Linked DNA regions of Rattus norvegicus: region 2 is linked to region 1. Evidence: chromatin contacts called from public Hi-C data. All regions are on one chromosome and are shown on one strand. Each heading gives the region's core, a stretch centred on a gene start, on an enhancer-like site or on the middle of the called end of the contact. The rest is flanking DNA. Distances are from core to core; before and after follow the strand shown.

Region 1 (7,271 bases), core at 3,454-5,953:
GTGAATTAAAGGGCCCTAGTCCACACTCATCTGACCTTCTATAGTGGTTGAAGAGGATAGTTCATCAGAAATCCTCCTGAGTGAAAGGCATATTCTCCCTGGAGTTGCTTAACAGGGTCCACAGGGACTGTGTCCCCACCAAGCACACAGGGCCTCTCTGCAGTGGAGCAGTGTGTGATCTGAGGGTGAGTAGAGACAAAAACTAGAAAGAAACTATCGAAAGTGGTGTTGTGGGGAGAGGGGGGTGATATTTGACCCTTGGGAATCCTAGTCCCAGTACAAAGGTCCCAATTCAATTCTTTGTTTTCCACTTTGACTATGTGGCCATCACAGTACTTCCACAGAGGAAAACACACACACACACACACACACACACACACACACACACACACACACACACACACACACACACACCTGAAATGAAGTTATACCACCTGGGTTAACAGTTCTTTCCCCAAGAGCCATAAACCATCTAAGGATAAACGCAATATGACTCCTTTTTGCACAGGGAAAACCTTCTGCAGAAGAGGTCATCCCATAGGATGACACTGGTTAAAACACAGAGCAACTGCTCAGGGCTGTGCAGCCCTGATGCATACATTTCCTGCACCCAAGGCTCAGAGAGTATCTCAGAGGCGACAGAAAGATTCTAAGATGCAGGGGACCTGGGAAGTCGGCTGTGAGATCCAGTCTCCCAGAAAAGACAGGCAAGCTCCATTCGCAATATTGTAACAATCTGGCTAGGGAGACCTGGGCAGTAACAACATCAATATTGTAACAATCTGGCTGCGGAGACCTGGGCAGTAACAACATCAATAGACATGCTAATGTGGAAGGGGAAATCTCACTGGGCCCTGTCCCTAAACAAAGAACTACAAGCAGCTAATGATCTTATGGAGAGAATTAGTCTTCCCCAGGGATGAGTCCTTTAATCTGTTATACAAGGCCCAGTGGTCAGCCCTGAAATCATGTGCATACAAGCAGTAGCAAATGGACTCAGCAGGTTGCATTATGTATTTATGCATATATGTGCAAAAATAATGATTAGAGAAAAGGGGGTCTTGTACTGGAGAAGGAGTAAGGCGGCGGGGGGGGCGAGGCATGGAGAGAGAGGACATAGTAGGTTTGGAGGGAGGAAAGAAAGGAGGGAAATGATACAATTATGTTTTAACTAAAATATTAAAACTGGAAAGAAGATATGGGAATCGGGGACTCTCTTGCCATAGATGTGTTTTCCTTCACCCCTATCAAATGCTGATTTTTTTTCTGCTCCTGTTGTCTCGTAACTGTTCTCACCGGCTTTTTTGTTTGTGTTTGTTTTTTTCAGACAGGAACTCACTTTCAGCCCAGACTTAACCTAGAACTCACAACCCTCCTGCCTCAGCCTCCACAGAGCGGCAGCTTCAGGTGAGCTCCACCACAATGAGCCGCTCTTGGGAGACAGAGGACAGCTTATGGTAGCCGTCTTTCTTCTTCCACCGTGGATGTCCTAAGGCCTGAAGGTCTGGCATAGGGTATCTACTGAGCCATGTTGCTGGCTTCGCTCTTGGCTTTTCGAAGATTTGTTTTTCATTATTTTTAATTACGTGTCTCTGTGCATATCTGTGTGGGCGTCCTCAGAGGTTCAAAGTTGGAGATACAGGCAGACGTGAGCTGCCTGACATAAGAGCAAGAGCCAGACCCTGGTCCTCTGCAAGAGTGGCAAGTCCTCTTTAACTCTGGGACACCTCTCTAGCTCCAGCTTTGGGGTGTATTAACAACCTACGTATGCCCAATCCAACTATCAAGCAAGGTCAGGGGGGTGGCAGTCTCTGTCTGGGACATTTGGTAAGACTTCCACCTATACCCCTCTTGCTTCTATGGTTGCTCTGATGTCCACACCCTTAGACCTTAAGGATTAGATCTTGGGGTACCCCATTCCTAACTGAGGCTGCTCTCCATGCTAACAGCCGCCCGCATGGAGCCCTGCTTGAGATATGTATCTTTGGTTAGTTTCACAATGCTTCTCTGAGGTAAGCTCTAATTTTGTGCCTCCTTAGCAAACGAGGAAACTGAGGGAGATAAGTCATTTTCCTATGATCATCTGCTGGCAAGGGGCGGGCAAAAGGCCCAGCTACCTGACCACAGGTAGAGCAGGAAAGGTGGGGCCGCAAAAGCATCTCCAGCAGGAGGACCTGATTGAGAACTGCCTGAGAAGACCAGCAGCTCCTGCAGGAGGACCTAATTAAGGACTACCTGAGTGACCAAAGATTGCTGGCACAGATAATGCCAGCCAATCAGGAACTGCTGTCCAGAAGAGACGCTTTCTTAGGACCAATGAGGGTGGGTGGAGGATATTAAAGGAGTTTGCAGCAATGCTTAGGTGAGCTTGCTGTGGCCTTTCTCACCTGCTCCTGGAGTCTGTGTCATTGACTCCACGCCACCTCCCTTACCTCCAACCCCTAAAGGCAGGTAGGGTCAGGCCGTGAGTAGTCCAGGGCACAGGCATCTATCTCCTTTTAGCAAGAACATCCTCTCTCTGGCTCATGCCTTAGAGTCTCAGGTCTTGTGGTCCTCAGCTATGGGCTTTGCACCCATAGCGATGAACTCGGATTCCCAAGTAAGAACATTCCCCACTGTCCTTTCTCCATAGTCTCAGGACCTCAGAAACTAGATGACCTCATAGGCCCTGTGGTGCCCTCAGACCTCTCTTCAGAGGGGCCCTCACTTCTCCAGCTGCCAGGTTGGTCACCATTGAATGGGTGGCAGTAGACGTCCTCTCAGGGTTTGTCCTGGCAATGGATCATCTGGCTAACGACAGGCTTCTCTCTAGGGAGAAGCCCACACTGCAAAGCCAGTCAATCAAAGGTCCCCATGGGGTTCTCTTTGAGAGATGGCTCCCATGGGACTGGGTGAGGCGGCCATCTTTTGCTTCCCAGATCACTCTCCATCTCCCATCTGCTGCTTTCACCACTGACATATCCAAGCACACCCCCATCAATGTGTGCACCGCGGCCCCTGAACCCATGTTCAGCCTAGCGCAGAAGTCCGTTAAGTGGTGCTGGCTTGGCCTTGTACAGTATGGGGACTCAGGCAGGTTGCAGCCTCTAGCCTTTCCAGACTCTCTATCTTCGTAGCCACCCAGTATTTTTGACTCTTCTGTCTTTGGCGTTGCTGTGCTAAGGGGTCTCGCTGGTACCCGCAGGTCTCCGCCTACCTTGCCCATCTTACTGGCCCCAGGATATCTGCAGGTGGCCCACCTGGGACCAACTCCTGTTATCACATTCCTGAGGCCCTCAAAGGGTGTTGGGCCATCTCAAGTGCAGGTCCATGAAGCACACTCGGATTCCTGACTGTGTAGATCTCCTAAGGAATGCCCAGGGGCTGGGCTCAGGGTCCAACCTGTCCTTTTGGCTCAGATCATTATGCCTTACATGCTGAGGTACCAGAAGCTGTCTGATAGCCTCTGGCCTAACCAATCACCGACCCCCATCTTGTAGCTGGGTAGCCGCCTTCCTATAGGAAACTGGCACCAAAGCCTTCCTGCTCTTTGTCCTACACACCTCACCGTCTTCCATGACTCACCCAGCTGCACCCTGTACACCCATCCCTGCCCCATGTAGTTGTAATGGAGGAGAGCATCCTTGGCCAATGAGGCAGTACTTGCTCTCCTTGGAACAAAGGTTCTCTTCCCCTCAGACACCTTGTCCAGGAAGTTCTCCATTCAGAGGAAGATTTGTAAAGAATGAGGACTACGAGCCTTCAGCCCAGCCACCTAGGCCTTGCTTCTGTGAAGGCCATCCACTGATGGGCAGCTGGGAGAAGACGTCCCACCGCAGCCCATCCAGCTCAGATCACCCAACTCAGCCCAAACGCATTGCAGCTCTCTCTCTTCCGGTGACAGCGGTTCCAGATTTGGTGGGGACCCAGACCGGCCTAAAGCTTTATCAGACCCCCGGTAAAAGGACAAAGGGAACTTTGGTTCTATGTTCTTGTTCAGGAGAAGGCTTGGCAAGACCAGCCTAGGGCTGGAGCCAGTGGCTCAAAGGAGGGACGATTGTGGCTTCTGGTGACCCAGCTCTTTCCCCTGGGCTGCAGTCCTAAGTCAGCTGTGCCTGTGATGTCCTGTGTTCTCTTTGCCAGCATTGTCTGACTTAGCTTTCTGCTGACTGTGGCCATTTTCTCCTTGCAGATAGTAAACATGTAGGATGCTGTATTTGTTTGTTTGAGCACCGGTGTTTTGCCTATGAGTATGCCTGTGTGAGGATTCTGGAGTAGTAGACAGTTTCAAGGCTGCCATGTGGGTGCTGGGAATTAAACCTGGGTCCTGTGGAAGAACAGTCAGTTCTCCTAATGGCTGAGTCACCGCTCCAGCCCCATGCTGTACCTCTTAATACATTTGCTTAGCAAATGTCATCAGCTTCTGGGATACCTCCTGGTCTCAACTATTGCTTTTGTCTTCCTTATTTCTCATTCCTGGTACTCCTGGCCCTCACTGAACACCTCCCAGCTTTTCCTGTGGTGCTGGGCTCCCATTCCTTCTACCTCTTCTCCCCGCCTTCCTACTAGCCTTTATGTTCATGAAGTAAAAGTGGCTGGTGCCGCGGGACACCATCGTTTCACCATAGAACAAAGCAAACACTGACATGTGAGATGTGGGGGTTGGGGAGGCTGAGAGCAGACAGTCTGGACCGGGGGAATGACTCAATGGCTAACACATTCGCAGTGCATGAGGGCCTGAGTTCAGCTCCCAGAATCCACATAAATGCCAGACGCTGTAGAGTGCATTTGGAATGTCTGCGCACCTACAACGAGAGGAGCCAATGAGAGGCTCCATCTACCCTGTCGTACAGAGGGGCAAACAGCAACGAAACCCAGCCTGCAAGGAGCAGGAAGGGAAAGACCAGGGGCATGAGCATCCCTGTGCTTCAACGTGAGAACTCCGCCCCGCCCCCGCCGCCCCCCCAAAAAACAAACCAGAACTGAAGATTGACCTCTCTACCACCACAGACTGTCAATTTAAAAGTAAAAGAGGGAAGAAAACTAAGCTAAACCTCAAATAAAAACGAGGTCGCTGCCGTCACCGAATATGAAGAAAAAAATGTGATTTTGAAATGTTGATATTCAGAGAGTGGCTGGACCCAGGATAGAGAGTGGCCCTATAAAACCTGCAAATCAAACACAAGCAATGACGAACACACAGACAGATTCTAATCTAGAGAAAGGACCACAATGTTCCCGAAGGAATTGGAGCTTAGTGTGTTAGCTGAGGCCCTGCCGCTCCCCCGGGGCTGTCCTAGACTCTGTGGATGCTGGCCACTTCAGCCAGGCGGCTCGAGTCACTGCCCTATCCTCTGACCACTGCTCAGAGGCTCAGCTCTGCAGACAGTGATGTCATTATGCCACTGCCCAGGATGGGGATAAAGGACTGCCTTGCGCTCAAGCTTATTTTCCACTCATTTCCTCGTTCCCCGACTAGTGGCTGGAAGCTTCTGGAAGGTGGCGCAGCTTGGCTGACTGAGCGGGAAGTGATAAGGAGAGAGCACGCGCAGATTCTCAAAGAGCGCAGTGGGCGCCGACTCACACCAGACTTGTGCCTCATTTTCTAGCGTTAGCCCCTCTCCTCAGTGTAGAGAGGCAGCTCTCCAGAGAAGCGGCCCTATTTCAGGGCTGACCGGGACATTGCAGAAGCGAGGAAAGAGGGTCCTGTCTGTTGGCATTTAGCCTAGACTCTGTTTCCGACCTGGGCAATTCACTACTCCTCAGGACCCTGGTAGTCTCCCGCTCCACGGAGGTCACCATATTGGTGCCTAAGTCCGAACTTAGTGCGGACACCGGATCAGCAAAGCGCACCACAGCCCAGAACTCCTGAACTCAAGCGATCCTCCTGTCTCAGCCTCCTGAGTAGCTGGGACTACAGACGTGTGCCACCACTCCTAGACTAAATGCCAACACTGTCTTTTCCACTTTCTGTAACAAATTGAAGACTGATACAGGAGTGGAGAAATGGAGATATAGTTCGGTTGGCAAAGTGTGTATCCCAAAAGCAGGAAGATCTGGGTTCTACCTTCAAAACCCACATTAAAAATAGCAGTACGGAGTTGTAATTCCAGGACTGGGGTGGGGGTTGGGGGGTGGGCAGGAACAGGTGGATTCTTGAGGTCTGATAGCCAGTCAGTATAGCCTAATAAGCAGGACCCAGGTTCCTGTGAGAGATCTTGAAAATTACAGTGGATGGATCCACACAGGTGTGCCTCCATTCCCACCCCCACCATGTCCACATACGCAAATAAATACAATAAAAAAAGAACAAACTTTCAAAGGCTCTATACATCCATGCTTATTAAAGCACATGAGAGGCTGGGGAGATGGTTTATTGAATAAGAGGGTTTGCTTTTCAAGCACGAGGACCTCAGTTTAAAACCTATTACTTATATTAAAAACCAGACATGGTTGCACATGCCTGTACCCCCAAACCTCCAGGGTTGTGGGATGGAAACGGGTGGATCCCCTCAGCTCACCCATCAGCCAGACTCATGGAAACAGTGACCTTCTGATTTAATGAGGGTCTGTCTCAAGGAAATAAGACAGATGGTGACAAAGGAAGACACTGGACATTTCTCTTTGGCCTCTGGTGTGAAACACACTCTCCTAAAGGCAATACACACACACACACACACACACACACACACACACACACACACACAAAGTATAAAGTCCACATGGGCACTTTGACCCTTCACCCCAGCACCTGGGATGCTAAATGACTGCCCAATTGCACCCCCATGCAGTCAGCATGCCCAGCCTCCGGGGATCCTTCTTCACATGCCTGTCCTGGCTTCTCGTGCTGACACAGCTTCATGGTGTATGTGGGGGGTGGGGGTTTGGACATGCGGAAGTGCTGGGATGGTAGGGAATCCCTGTTACCTTTCAATGCAGGGTCCTTAGAGGACTAAGTTATCAATCACCACATCTCCCACCAACAGGGGCACTGCACAATGGTACAGCGCTCACACCTGTGCTCTTTCTCAGACATGTGCCCCCTCCGTCCATATGGTTCACAGAGAACCAACGGGTATAGAAAACAGCTTAGCCTGCCGGTGGTGCTGCACACCTAAATTCCCAGCACTCAGGAGCCAGAGGCAGGTGGATCTCTGAATTCCAGGCTAGCCTGGTCTACAAAGCAAGTTCCAGGACAGCAAGGGCTACACAGAGAAACCATGTCTCGAAAAACCCGAGTAAACAAACAAACAAAAGAGTAGTCAGATAAATAAGTAAATAATTAGTCAGAA
Region 2 (7,271 bases), core at 1,606-4,105, 120 kb after region 1:
TCTGAGAAGGTCCCTCGTTCACTAGCTAGCAGCCCATAGTCCACAGTCTTCCAACCTTCCTCTTCAGCCTCCAGAGACAGGCAGGTTGGGCATCCTGGGGGGCGGGGTGCATCTCTGTCTAACTACTAATGATTCATAAAACTCCCGGCCCCCACACGAGAAGCCCTGGGCTTGGCATGTTAGTAGAAAATCCTATTTTGAGTGTGTTATAAAACAGAGGTTTTGATGTGCTGCCAGGTTTATGGAAGATGCTGGAATCAGGGCTCTGAGACGCTGGGGCCGGCCGAGTGGGTGTTACATAAAGCTGTTCTAGGGACGAGTTGGGGGGTGTCCTGGAGGGGGAAATCAAAGACAATAATACAAAACACACACCCGCTCCCAAGCCCAGGGTGCTCTAGGGCCAGCCAGCAAGTCTGTGAGCCCAGCTTTAACCCCGAAGACCTGGGGACCTGGAGCCCTTTGCTCTGGCTGATCATACTCAGCCCGAGGAGTCCGGATGAAAGGCACCTTCACAGGGCCCTCAGGAGGGCAAGAGGCTCCTCAGTCTGACTGCTGATTGAAATTCATACTCGCCTGCTTTCCTTCCCTGTCTCCCAGGCCTCCTGTGGGCAACATGTGATAAAAAGGAAGAAGGTGACCTCCTCCAATCTTTGACTCTCGTGAACTGCACCTCAGGGTCAAGGTGCATTTCTCCACACTAGGATCCAAAATTCCGTCCACAAAGGAGGCCACAATCCTTTTCTATTCCAGATTGTCAGCTTTTGTGCAGTTTCTAAAAAGCCTGTGTCTGGCTGTGTGCGTGTGTGTGTGTGTGTGTGTGTGTGTGTGTGTGTGTGTGTGTGTGTGTGTGTTCCGATGAAGATTTGTGGGGGTATGTGTGTATGTGTGTGCCCGTGTGTGTGCCTTTCTCTCTGTGTGCAGGTACAGATGTCTGTGTGTGTGTGTGTGTGTGTGTGTGTGTGTGTGTGTGTGTGTGTGCGCGCCTCTGTGTGTATGCAGGTACAGATGTGTGTATGCACCTCCGAGTGTGTGGGTGCAGGTGCAGATGTGTCGGGGTATGTGTGTATGTGTGTGCCTGTGTGTGTATGTGTGTATCACCATGCATGTATGTGTACAGGTTGTGTGAGGTGTGTGTGCCTCCGTGGGTAAATGCAGGTACAGATGTGTGTGTGCCCCTCTGAGTGAGTGGGTGCTGGTGCAGATGTGTGGGGGTATGTGTGCTTATGTGTGTATAGGTATGAGTGCGTGTGTTTCATGTATGTGTGTGTCTCTGTGTGTGTGCCTCTGTGTGTGTGTGTGCCTCTGTGTGTGTGCCTCTGTGTGTGTGCCTCTGTGTATATGCAGGTACAGATGTGTGTGTGCCCCTCTGAGTGTGTGGGTGCAGGTGCAGGTGTGTGGGGTTATGTGTGCATATGTGTGTGTGTGTGTGTGTGTGTGTGTGTGGTATTTTACCTAATGTATGTGTGTAATAGGTGTTCATTTATTTCTGGATCAGGGCTCCTCATATACCTCAGGCTTGAACTATATAGCCCATTGCTGTCAAAACCACAGCAATCCCCATGTCTCAGTCTCCTAAGGATTAGTATCACAGGTGAATACCAGCGTGCCTAGCTCAGCCAGCTGTCTTAACTTCCCGAAGACTGGAGTAGAGGTAGGTGGGGAGACCAGCCAATGAAGGTGCTGGTCAGGATCCTGCCAGCTGGACTGAGAGGCACTTATCACAAGGAATGCATCAAGCAGCAGCTCAGGGATGGAGGAGAGGATGGGGGAGGGTTTCTTCCCATCTGCCTCTGGCCTCAGGCTCACTTCTGTTTCTTGGACTACCAAAGAAAAGACCTCCATTTCTTTTTAGACGGGCTTTATGCAGTCTCAGTCTCTCTCCCCTCCCCAGCACCCCCAACCCCCCAACCCCATTCATAGAGTCGACCAGCCAGCCATGGCCAACCTGCCCTTACATAAGACAGAACATTATATAGAATCCTTCTGAGCTGAAGAGGCTGCAAGGGGAGGGGGTGGGAAGCAGTCATTTGTTTGTTGGTTCAGGACAGGACTGTCTACTTCAGAAGTCTCCAGGCTTGTTATCCCAGCTACGCCGAGGAAGCAGAATTGCACGTTTCCAAAGCCAGCCGGGGAAACAGAATGAGGTGAAAGCCTGTCTAGACAGCCCAATGAGACTCTTTCTCCAAATAAAAAGTAAGGAGTCTGCTGAGGATATAGCTCTGGGATGGAATGCTTCCGAGAGGGCACAAAGCCCTGTACCATCCCCGGCACAAGAGTGACAATAAACTTCACCAGAATTCAGAAAAGACATGAAAGTAAGACGATGCTCGAAAGGTGTGCCAAATGGATGGGGCTAGCCTGGGCTACAACCCAAATGCCCATCTCCCATCTCAAAGGAAAGAAATTAAGACCAACAAACAGACATCGACAGATTGCCCAGCAAGGGAACAAGGAAATACGATGATGCTTAAGAGATGTGCCAAATGGATCGGGCTAGCCTGGGCTACAAACCAAGTGACCTCTCCCATCTCAAAGGAAATTAAGGCCAACAATAGAACTTGACAGATTTCCCAACAAGGACAGTGGCCTTCCACCGACAACCACTGTACTGGTAGATTATGTCGTATCCCTTTAATAGTGCTATAGGGGCACCTGCTTACAGACGGAGAAGGAAGCTTGGAGTGAATGTCTGGCCCTGGCCAGCCGTCCTCAGCCAGCAATGGGCCTGCTGAGTCCATTTCAACTGAAATGAGATCAATAGGACTCATTTTTTTCTCCTGCTGGCTCCCGAGTGATTCATGAATCAGAAAACTAGTTCATGAATCAGAGTGGGGCGGGGAGAGGGGGGACCATTTGTGCAGTCGGCAAACCTCCATTTCTTTCACGAACCTAGCTGTGAGTTGCATAACACTGCCTGGCACTTGCTAGTTGAAACCAGTCTTTTTCGGAAGCTGCTTTACTCACCTATTTTCCTTCTGGAAAGGGGAGGGAACGCCGTGTGTGTGTACCGACTGTGTGTACTGACTGTGTGTCCAGCCGTCTTGGTAACATTTCCATGACAGAGGACGAGTATGTGAGTCTGCATGTGTGAGTGTGTAACAGACAGCCTTTGACCGGCCTTGGGGCCCCTTTAAACCTGAACGAGAGCCAAGTTCTTCTCTCCGTGGAGCTGCTGAAGGAAGCTTGAGATGGGGCAGTTGGAACGCATATCTCTGCAAGGGCTGATTACAGCCTACTAAGGAAAATGAGATTTTTATCTCACAGGAATTCAGTTATAAAAATAAAATACAGCGTCTGGCTTGATTCAGCTAAATGCACAAGTGCCTGGGTGTTTTTAATTTAGTAAGAAAAAAAAAAAGAAAAGAAAGTCCCGGATGATGACCTAAAACACTGCATTTAAAGAGGGAAAAAAAGGGGAGGGAGGGGAGAGGAAGGCTGCAGGAAGTGTGTGTGTGTGTGTGTGTGTGTGTGTGTGTGAGAGAGAGAGAGAGAGAGAGAGAGAGAGAGAGAGAGAGGCAGGCAGGGAGAGAGTCATGGAAGACTGGGGTGGAGGGGGCGGGACAGTGAGAAGCCACCCTGCTGGCACTTGAATGCAGAGGGTGATGTCACCAGAGCAGTTGGAGCGCAGGGGAGAAAAACAACTCTGAAGCAGTGCTAATCCCCGTTTGCTGCCCTGAAGGGAATGGACGGTGGCCAAGGCAGGGAGTTATGGGAAACCATATAAGGGTGCCAAGCAAGCTTTGCCGCCAACATTAGGAACTGACAGCTTTGTTCTCTGTCACTTGGCCGCCGGCCAGAGGCCTCATTTCAGCTCAGCAGCGTGACTACCCTGGCCGGCTGCCAGCCCTGTGCTCAGAGCCCTTTCCTCCCAGGGCTCTGCTTTTTCCCTCCTCCGTCCCTTTGCCAAACATGCAGCGGTTACTATGGCAGTGGAAAGGAAAGTTAAACACACACACACACACACACACACACACACACACACCCCAAAGTAGAGGCACGCCTTGATCCAGATGCACAGGCAGGCAGGCAGCTGTAAGCAGAGAGAAAGGCAGTTAACCTACCCAGTGGGGCCTGCAGGAAGGAGGAAGACACCTCACTGTGAGCTGTGGCCGGCTGCTGCTGCCGCCGCTGCTGTCACTGGGGACAGACAGGCCTCACTATGCACCTTGTGGAGGGAGTGGGGCTGGCCTCCAGGCCTTGTTTCTTTTTTCTCCTTCTCTTCCTGAGGTGGAATATGTAATACCGAACGGGGAAAACTGTCAATCTTTCCACTGGCTGGCCCTGTGTCTGTGCTTCTGAGAAAGCTACAGGGAGCCAGGCCCGTGGAGCAGGAAAGAGGAGACAGGAAGGCGGGAGGGGTGGTCTGGGTACCCTCTGGACACCCAGGCAAATTTAGCACCGTGGCTTCCACTGCCACAGCTTACGGGCCGTGACTCAACCTAGTAGCAATCAGGCCTTCTACCCTGGTAATTCAGGGTACGCTGGAGCTCAGTAGCCTTTGTCAGGGCTGAGGGCCCCACAAGGGCCAGCATGTTCCTGTTCCCACGTGGACCGGCCGCCAGGAGGGACTCTGAAGAAAGAGTACATTGCAATGTTTTTTAATTAGGATCATTTTTCACCTCCTTAGAAAGTAGAACATCTCCTGGGAGATGACAGATCGCGACTAGAGGCAAGCCTCTGGGCACACCGTTGGCCGTGGGTATCTAAGGCAAAGGTTGCTTAGAAGTAGAGATCCTGATGCCAGGCTTTCAGACCCTCAGGGTTCAGCGAAGTTCCCAGAAAAGTCTCTCCGGAATCCAGAAAGTACTGCCGGGCTGACTCCTGGCCCCGCCGCTGGTCACTTAGGAAGGGTCGAAGCCCTGAGAAGTGTTTGGTGTGGCCCTGCAAGCCTCTCTGTAAAACACAGTGGCTCCCACCCTCCGTGGGGGCCCCGTGGCACCGAGAACGGCCTCGTAGTCTCTCCAGCTGCATCTTGGCAGGGAGCGAGGGAGAGCTGCCAGGAGGGACATGGCCCAAGGTCAGGAGGGAAGAGTTGGCAGGCGGGAAAGTATCCCAGAAGTCCCTGGGCCTGTTCCCTGCTGCTTTTATTTCAGGCCTAAGTCTGTACTTCTTAGGAGTCATGCCAAGCCAAAATGGGTTGTTCACTATGTTCGGCCAAATAGGGGTCCAGTAGGGGGAGAGTGGGGATGGGCCCCTTTGGGAGTATAATGAGCACAGCGGGTATCATGGACACCTCCCCATTACTGGGGAGAGGGGGCACCCTATTTTCATCACTATCTACATGCCCACTGGCCGTCATTCTAAAGACCAAGGCCACGGAAGGCCAAGTCAGGAGATATACTCTGCACAGCAGCCAGCTCCGATGCAAAGGGGACCCTGGCAGGCTTGTTTCCCAGAGCATGTCAGAGTCTGCCACCACAGGGAGGGCAGTGGAATGTGGAAATCCGGATGAAATACCCTTTGTTTCAACTGGGGCAGACAGAGCAAAGGACCGCTCGGCACCGAGCAGAACAGATGAGAGGATAAGCTTAGATGGGAGGGGACAGAGCCGTGAGCCGGTCGCCATTCCAAGCAAAAGGATCCCGTGTTGACAACACAGACGGCCTCCCAGAGGAACCTCTGCTCCAGGACAGACGCCAGCTCCCGGCTGGTCCAGGCACATCCGCATGTATCCTGGGTTGACTCTTTGAGGGAAACACTCTCTGGTTATTTCTAGAAAGATCACTGAGTCAGTCAGCATCCCTCATGTCGCATTCAGAGGCTTTTTGCCACAACGTGTCTGAGCCTGTGAAGCTCCTGGACCCTCCCATTTGCCCAGATTTTCCTTGGGAAGGACCTCAGAATACACTCTGGGGCTGGATGTCTGGGCTTGTTCTTTGATTGTCTCCAGGAGAGGCACCAATGTCTTGGGCCTTCCCGTGTTCTCTCCAGCAGAACTCGGGATGGAGAAGGGCCAGAGAGGAGGAGGAGGAAGAGACTGTGTCACGGGGGAAGCCTTGGTCAGGCTGCCCCAGCATCAGGGCTGTGGAAGCACACATTCCATGCCCCAGGGCCCTTTCTTTCTTAGGATGTAAGTATTCAAAGCAGCAGAACTCTGCTCTTACACTTTTCGTTTTCAAAGACCTATTTCTTTGTATTGAGTATGCTGTAGCTGTCTTCAGATACATCCTAGGAGGGCATCGGGTCCCATTACAGATGGTTGTGAGCTACCGTGTACTTGCTGGGAATTGAACTCAGGGCCTCTGGAAAAGCAGTCAGTGCTCTTAACCTCTGAGCTTTCTCTCCAGCCATCCCTCCTTACACTTTAAGGCCGATTTCCTGTTAGGTTTGTCAGGCAGACAGATAGGATGATCCTGAGGGATTTGCCTATCCTGAGAAGCTAAGAGAAAGCAAGATCTGACCCTGTGAAGAGGGTCAGAGGTCAAGTCGTCTGTCCAGCCCTGGAGACTCCAGTCGAGGGAGAACTGTGCAAACAGGTGATTTAATGGAGTTTTCCTGTCAGCTTTCATTCCTGATGCTAAGGCTGCACCTCTCATTAAAAGGCCCAGCTGAATTCCTTGCTTAACTTGCATGGGAAAAGTACTTCCCACACAAACATTAAGCCTGCCCCACCAAAGCCATGTTCTGACGTTTGCCTCTGCTACTGTCACAGAGGGGCTTTGGGACTCCCAATTAGATAGCAGTTACAATTCTTATCTCAAAGAGCTGCCTTTAAAATGTGAGGAGACATGGATAGGCAGATCTGAAGGGGATGTTACAGGGACAGCCACCATAACAGAGCATTTCCCAGGCATCTGCCTCTAATTGCATAGCACAACCCGTCTTCTTTATTACCTGAGGCTCACACGAACCCAGCCAGACCCTGGGTGGGAGGACTTGAGAGGGAAAGAGGGAAGAGGTAGAGGCTGTTTGTAAGGGTGTATCCAGCGCTCCACTCAGGTGGGTGGGGAAGAGTCTAAAGACCCATTTAAACAGTGGGAGGTCTTGGCCATCTCTGTGCCCAAATCAGTGTTTTGGGGCTCGCCAAATTACCGAGGCCCTCCCTACAGAGTCTACTCCTAGCAGCGGTCTCTCCTTTGTGAAAGCTGTCATTGAGGGGCTGGCTTTGAAGGTTGCCAGGGGCTTGGCAATCCTGTGAAGACTCAGACTGGGGCGTGCTAAGTCTTGCATCTTTCTACTACAGTGGTCAGGAGGTGAGCCGTCTGACATATACGTATATGAGTCCTTGGGGTCATCTCGTACTTAACAGGTTCTTCACATTGTGTGTGTGT

What was found. A called contact is a pair of places that touch in the nucleus more often than the background predicts.
Region 2: a Hi-C map of the A7r5 cell line shows a contact between it and region 1, with 2.9 times the contacts expected there. The contact joins two enhancer-like sites. A contact is called at or near these places in 2 of 12 Hi-C or Micro-C datasets (the A7r5 cell line and mammary epithelial cells).

The regions. Positions count from the first base shown.
Region 1 is chr19:71,422,563-71,429,833 of GRCr8, forward strand. No RefSeq gene overlaps it. Among named protein-coding and RNA genes, the nearest start is that of Irf2bp2, 36 kb to the right of the region's middle. Within about 2 kb of position 4,704, at least 37 of the 93 cell types and tissues checked have an H3K27ac peak or open chromatin away from gene starts, as enhancers often do. A contact at or near this core is called in the A7r5 cell line, where this site is marked.
Region 2 is chr19:71,540,201-71,547,471 of GRCr8, forward strand. No RefSeq gene overlaps it. Among named protein-coding and RNA genes, the nearest start is that of Irf2bp2, 81 kb to the left of the region's middle. Within about 2 kb of position 2,856, at least 88 of the 93 cell types and tissues checked have an H3K27ac peak or open chromatin away from gene starts, as enhancers often do. A contact at or near this core is called in the A7r5 cell line, where this site is marked.